2 separate regions of the Ctenopharyngodon idella genome follow, and region 1 is linked to region 2. Evidence: chromatin contacts called from public Hi-C data. All regions are on one chromosome and are shown on one strand. Each heading gives the region's core, a stretch centred on a gene start, on an enhancer-like site or on the middle of the called end of the contact. The rest is flanking DNA. Distances are from core to core; before and after follow the strand shown. Region 1 holds the start of xxylt1 (xyloside xylosyltransferase 1). Region 2 holds the start of fam43a (family with sequence similarity 43 member A).

The links. Hi-C and Micro-C count contacts between places; a contact is called where the count stands out from the background.
Region 1: a Hi-C map of muscle shows a contact between it and region 2, with 6 times the contacts expected there. The contact joins the promoter of xxylt1 here to the promoter of fam43a in region 2. A contact is called at or near these places in 2 of 2 Hi-C or Micro-C datasets (both in muscle).

Annotation. Positions count from the first base shown.
Region 1 is chr11:25,653,402-25,656,101 of HZGC01, reverse strand. xxylt1 (xyloside xylosyltransferase 1) reads left to right here and starts at 1,397. Exons shown (of 5, transcript XM_051912002.1): 1 at 1,397-1,608; 2 at 2,552-2,700. The coding sequence starts at 2,562. It overlaps pik3ca (phosphatidylinositol-4,5-bisphosphate 3-kinase, catalytic subunit alpha), which reads left to right. Exons shown (of 22, transcript XM_051911998.1): 22 at 1-96.
Region 2 is chr11:25,520,389-25,523,088 of HZGC01, reverse strand. It overlaps fam43a (family with sequence similarity 43 member A), which reads right to left and starts at 1,430. Exons shown (of 1, transcript XM_051913042.1): 1 at 1-1,430. The coding sequence starts at 1,220. The coding sequence ends at 177.

The sequences.
Region 1 (2,700 bases), core at 148-2,647, 130 kb before region 2:
CATTGTGCACCTCAGTTCAAAAGTAGCTTTGTATCCAGTCTGTCTTCAATATTTTGAGTGTTATGTGACTATGTACAAATAAACGTATTTCAAGAATTTTCCTTACTGTTTTACTTCATATGTATATGTTTGTGTATCTGAATGGCATTAACATTCACAGTTTACACTCTCAGAGTAACAGTAGCTTGACTAGAACATTTTGTGACCAACTTTGTGTAGATCATGTGACAAATGCTTGTGAAAAACCTGATGGTGACAGTGAGTCAACAGTCATTGTCACACATATGACTTATTTCATTAGTGACCTACAAATACTTATTAAACAAACCTTTTAAACAATATTTTAAAACATTTTAAAAAGTTACATAGAATATATTTAAAAATAATTTGAAAACTTTTCCATGTTTAAATTAGACATTAAAACCTTGATTTTCCAGTGTGGTCTCAGGATTTGATAATGGTTTTGTTTTAATAACAATGAAAAATCTTTGTTAAATTATAGCAATAATATATAATTAATAAAAAAGAGTAAATTACACACACACACACACAGATAAGCTATATATATATATACAGTCAAACCAAAAATTATTCAGACATTTTTGATATTTTTTTTACTAGTGGGTGCAGGACACTATAGTTCATTTATGTAAGTGAGGATATCAAAATAAAGTAAACTGTGACATATTATACCCAAAAATTCTTCATACAGTGGACTACCAGTAAAATTTATAAAAATTCGGAACCAAAAATTATTCAGACACTTTGACCTGACCATGTTTTGCTTAAGTGTTATCTGACATAATTAAGATGAATTTTTTTGACACAGTTTAACTCTGAGATCTTGTCATTTTATTACCTTTTTTTTTTTTTTTAAATTATAGTGAATAAACTAATAATGAGTGAAATGTTCAAGGTGTCTGAATAAATCTTGGTTTGACTGTATGTATATATATATATATATATATATATATATATATATATATATATATATATATATATATATATATATTGCTATAATTCAACAAAGATTTTTCATTGTTAAATTATAGCAATAATATATAAGAGTAAATTACATACATACATACACACAGATAAGCTATATATATAGCTTATTTTTACTTTTATAAGTTGTTCTTTTTTTGAAGTACAAAATACTTTAAACATCAAAAAAGTAATCTATATCCATAACTAAATAGAAATAAAATAAGTCTAAGTAAATACAGCTTCTACAGCTATAGTTAGCTATACAAGTTATATTTTAAATCAACATTAAAAAAATTGTCGTACATTCCATTCTCTGATAGAAATAAGGTTCTATCTTTATTTCTTAATTTATCTACGGTGCACTTTAAAATAAAGAAATAAAGAAATAAAAAATGGTTAATCTACCATGTGATTGCGAGTCTTTTATTATGAACTGTTTAACTTCCGGTGATGTAAAACGAGCAAGTGTTTAGATGTCTCGTGTCTTCACACTTCTTCTGCTTTTTGCAAATTCATTTTTCCCTTCAATCTTTAGTGACCGACTGCTCTACAGTTTGCTTTCAACAGCAGTGAAGGACTTCTGATGTTAGTGCGCGTTTCTGAATGTGTCATGTGACGGCGGTAAGTGCCTCAGTACAATCTTGTGCAGTAACATGCCATCCTGCAGCAAGGTCCACGGATTATTCATGTACGGATTTGCATATTTAAAAGAACGTCTGCTGCTGACTTGCATTAGAGCTGACACTGACACTGACACCGACACCGTTGAAGGTTGTTCACTTTTGAATTGTCATTTGACCCTGAATGACTCAAACGGACAGTTCATCCAAAAAAGAACATTCTTATGTCATAATGTCGTTAAACTCGTATGACTATTTTGTTTTCCTTGTTGCGAAAACCGCGAAATATTGAAGAGTTTCTTTTCCATGTAATGAACGTGAATGAAGAGTGGGGGTGTTCACCAAAAATGTAAATAAATTAATCATAAAAATAGTCTATATGACTATATTCCAAGTCTTCTAAAGCCATAATATATCATTATATCAATAAAATAATTTTCTCACTCTTGTATTTCCTTCTGTGAAACAAAATAATTGTAATTTTAGGTTAACTATCCATTTAATAGAGAAGTTGAGAAATCGAAAACGTTTGTCATCATTAATAAATTGCTTTATTGAAGAGTGAATGTTTCAGTTCCCCCCCATTCCATACAGTGAATGCGGACTGGGCTGTCAAGCTCCAAAATGACAAAAACACACCATAAAAGTTTTATAAAAACTGTCCATATGACATATCACTAAGTCTTCTTAAGTCATATTACAGATTCGTGTGATGAACAGGCCTTAATTTAAGTCCTTATTATTTACTGATCCCCTTTTCCGTAGCTCTCAAAACAAAGATAGTACCATTTGATCTCATTAGGTATAATATCAAGTGTGAAGTGACATTTTCAGCTCAGGAAATGCCATTGATAAATTCCTTTTTCTTGCATTCAAGGCATGGATTAGGAACTGTCAACAAGACGGGGAAAGAAATGACATCCTAATCTATTTTGTGCATGTAGAAGTGGATCCATGGGTGTCCTGCGGGTGCTGTCGGTCACCATGGGAAGGATCAGTACTTTCAGGTCCTATCAGATCATGCTGCTCCTTGCCGCAGCCTTGGCAGTGGTGGCGTTCTACTACTTCGGCTCTGAAAAGCAAAACTTCTCCA
Region 2 (2,700 bases), core at 181-2,680:
ACACTTTTCACCCAAACATGATGTCTAGGTAGGCAGCTGACTAGGTTTTCACACACATCCCGTGAATAACAGCGCGCGTTCAAGTCAAATGGATGAAGTGGCACATTCATGCACCCAAACGCTCTTCATCATCATCATTGTTACCATGTAAGTGTGGCTAGATTGTTTTTGTTCGGTCAGCCGACTTCTTGCATTTTCCCATCCACAATGCCATTAGGCAGAGAAACCAGCTCTTGGTTGCTCTCTATGGAGGACTCGCTGCTCGTGCTCTCCCCGGACAGCAGGCGAGTCACTTTCAGGTCGGCTTTTAGCGTCTGCACGTCGTTCCCTATACTCATGGAGCCCAAGTCATTGATAATCTGGCACAGTTCTTGCTTGCCGTTGGCCATACAGTCGCTGTCGTTGTCCAGAATATCCTCGCACTCAAAGTGCATGGATTTCTCCTCCTCCTCCTCTCCGATCAGGTCCTCCGTGATGGAGCCCAGCTTGGGTGCGCTCCTGCTGCGCTCCACCGGGGGTTTATAGTAACACTGTCCGTTTAGCAGCTTCCTCAAGGGCACCAAGGGAATCGTTTGCTCCCCGATCAATTGCTGCTGCTGGTGCCTGGCATCGTCCCTTCTTTTGAGTCTTTTAAACTCGGCCAGGGCTGTCGCTGAGGTCTGGTAGAGAAGCAGCGCCATGGCCTTCGCCTTCTCCGGCTTGGACACCAGCACGGCGTGGCAGCGCAGCATCACCGCCTTGTGCTTCATCTCGTGCCGGTAAATCCAGGCGAATATCTTGGGGAGCCGCGGGTCTGCGACACAGTAGGTGATCCTGTGCAATAAATAGAGATGTCCTGGTCTCTTCGCCTTTTCGTCGACGTGAACCATGCGGATGCCCTGCGAGCTGATGGTCAACTTCATTTTGGTGCCGTTCTTGCCCATCTCGCTCTTGCCCCAGATCTTACTGACGGCCACGTCCGTGCATCCGTCCCCCTTGGACTGGATAGTGGTGGCATTCCCCAGATACAAGACTGTATACGTAGGGTCCTCGCTGGTGATTTTCACCTTTTTCCTCTTGGATTTGAACATGCTCCCGACTCTGTTGAGTGCGCTTTCTGGGCAGGATTTGGCGAAGGAGGTGAGCGCAGAGTAGTTGAGGCTCACGGCATAGCCCTTCTGCTTGGACTGCTGCTTGTCTTCCTCGATCAGCTCGAACTTGTTCTTCTTCCAAGGCAACATACTGGTCGTCTTGAGGACAAAGAAGATACTAAATCTACTCTAGTAATTCTATTACGCCTAAATTCTACCACGAAACAGACTTTAGTCATTTATCGGCTTGCTTTAAGACATTTTCAAAGTTGCAGAGCACTTCATAGACCTGTGAGCGGAGGAGTGTCGCGTCGGACGCTATAATCGCCGCATCACTAAATAACACACTGTACTGTCCGAGCGTGAAACAGTGACTTATATATCGGAATGAACCAATTCAGCCTCACAGAGGGGAGTTAGGACGATACCAAGACGGGGCTTAAAGGTGCCTGGGATTTTTCGCCCAGCTGTTGCTCAAGTATCCATATATTTATTTATTAAAGTTATTTATTTATGTGAAGTGTTTCATATCGGATAATTTGTTCTCATTTATGCACAGACTTATACGTATGTCAAGGAGTATATTTATATCTGTTTAGTTTGCGGACAACAAAAAAATCTTTTTCTCTGCAGATATACCACTTTTTTAGCGATATTGACACCGAAGTGTCATATTCTTTTAATTTCTATAAGGCTAAAAATAGCTAAATTTAAGTATTTAACCTGATATTATATACATAACAACAACAACTATTATTATTATTGTTATTACGACATATTCTACAATAATGAAAATAATCTGTCGTAATAAAGTTTAAGTATGTAGCCTATTATTAGCCTATATATTAACAACAACAACAAAATGTAATTATTAATTAAATATTACAATGATTAAATATATTACATATAATTATTATTAACAATAATATTTAATTATTGTTATTATTATTATTATTATCTTTTTTATTTTTATTATTAGTATTACTATTAGGATTAGTATTATTGCCCCTTTTGGGGCATAGAGCAGGAAGAAGGATTTGGGCGAATCTGAAACTTGTTATGTAATGCCCTCTACTGGTGGCATGCTAACAATGCAAGGGAACAGACAGTCTATTTGTAACCCTGGACCACAAAACAAGTAATAAGGGTTCATTTTTTGAAATCTGAAAGCTGAATAAATAAGTTTTCCATTGATGTATGGTTTGTTAGGATAGGACAATATTTGGCAGAGATACAACTATTTGAAATCTGGAATCTGAGGGTGCAAAAAAAAAACAAAATATTGAGAAAATCACCTTTAAAGTTGTCCAATTGAAGTCTTTTGCAATGCATATCCACTCACAAAAAATATATATTTTTGATACATTTACGGTAGGAAATTTACAAAATATATTCATGGAACATGATCTTTACTTTATATCCTAATGATTTTTGGCATAAAAGAAAAATCGATAATTTTGACCCATACAATGTATTGTTGGCTATTGCTACAAATATACCTGTGCGATTTATGACTGGTTTTGTGGTCCAGGGTCACATTTTTGTTCACTGACTTCAAGCAGTTTGAAAACAGTTCCCCATCCGGAACTATTCAAAGCAAAGCCTTTGGTTTTTCCTCGGACATATTTTA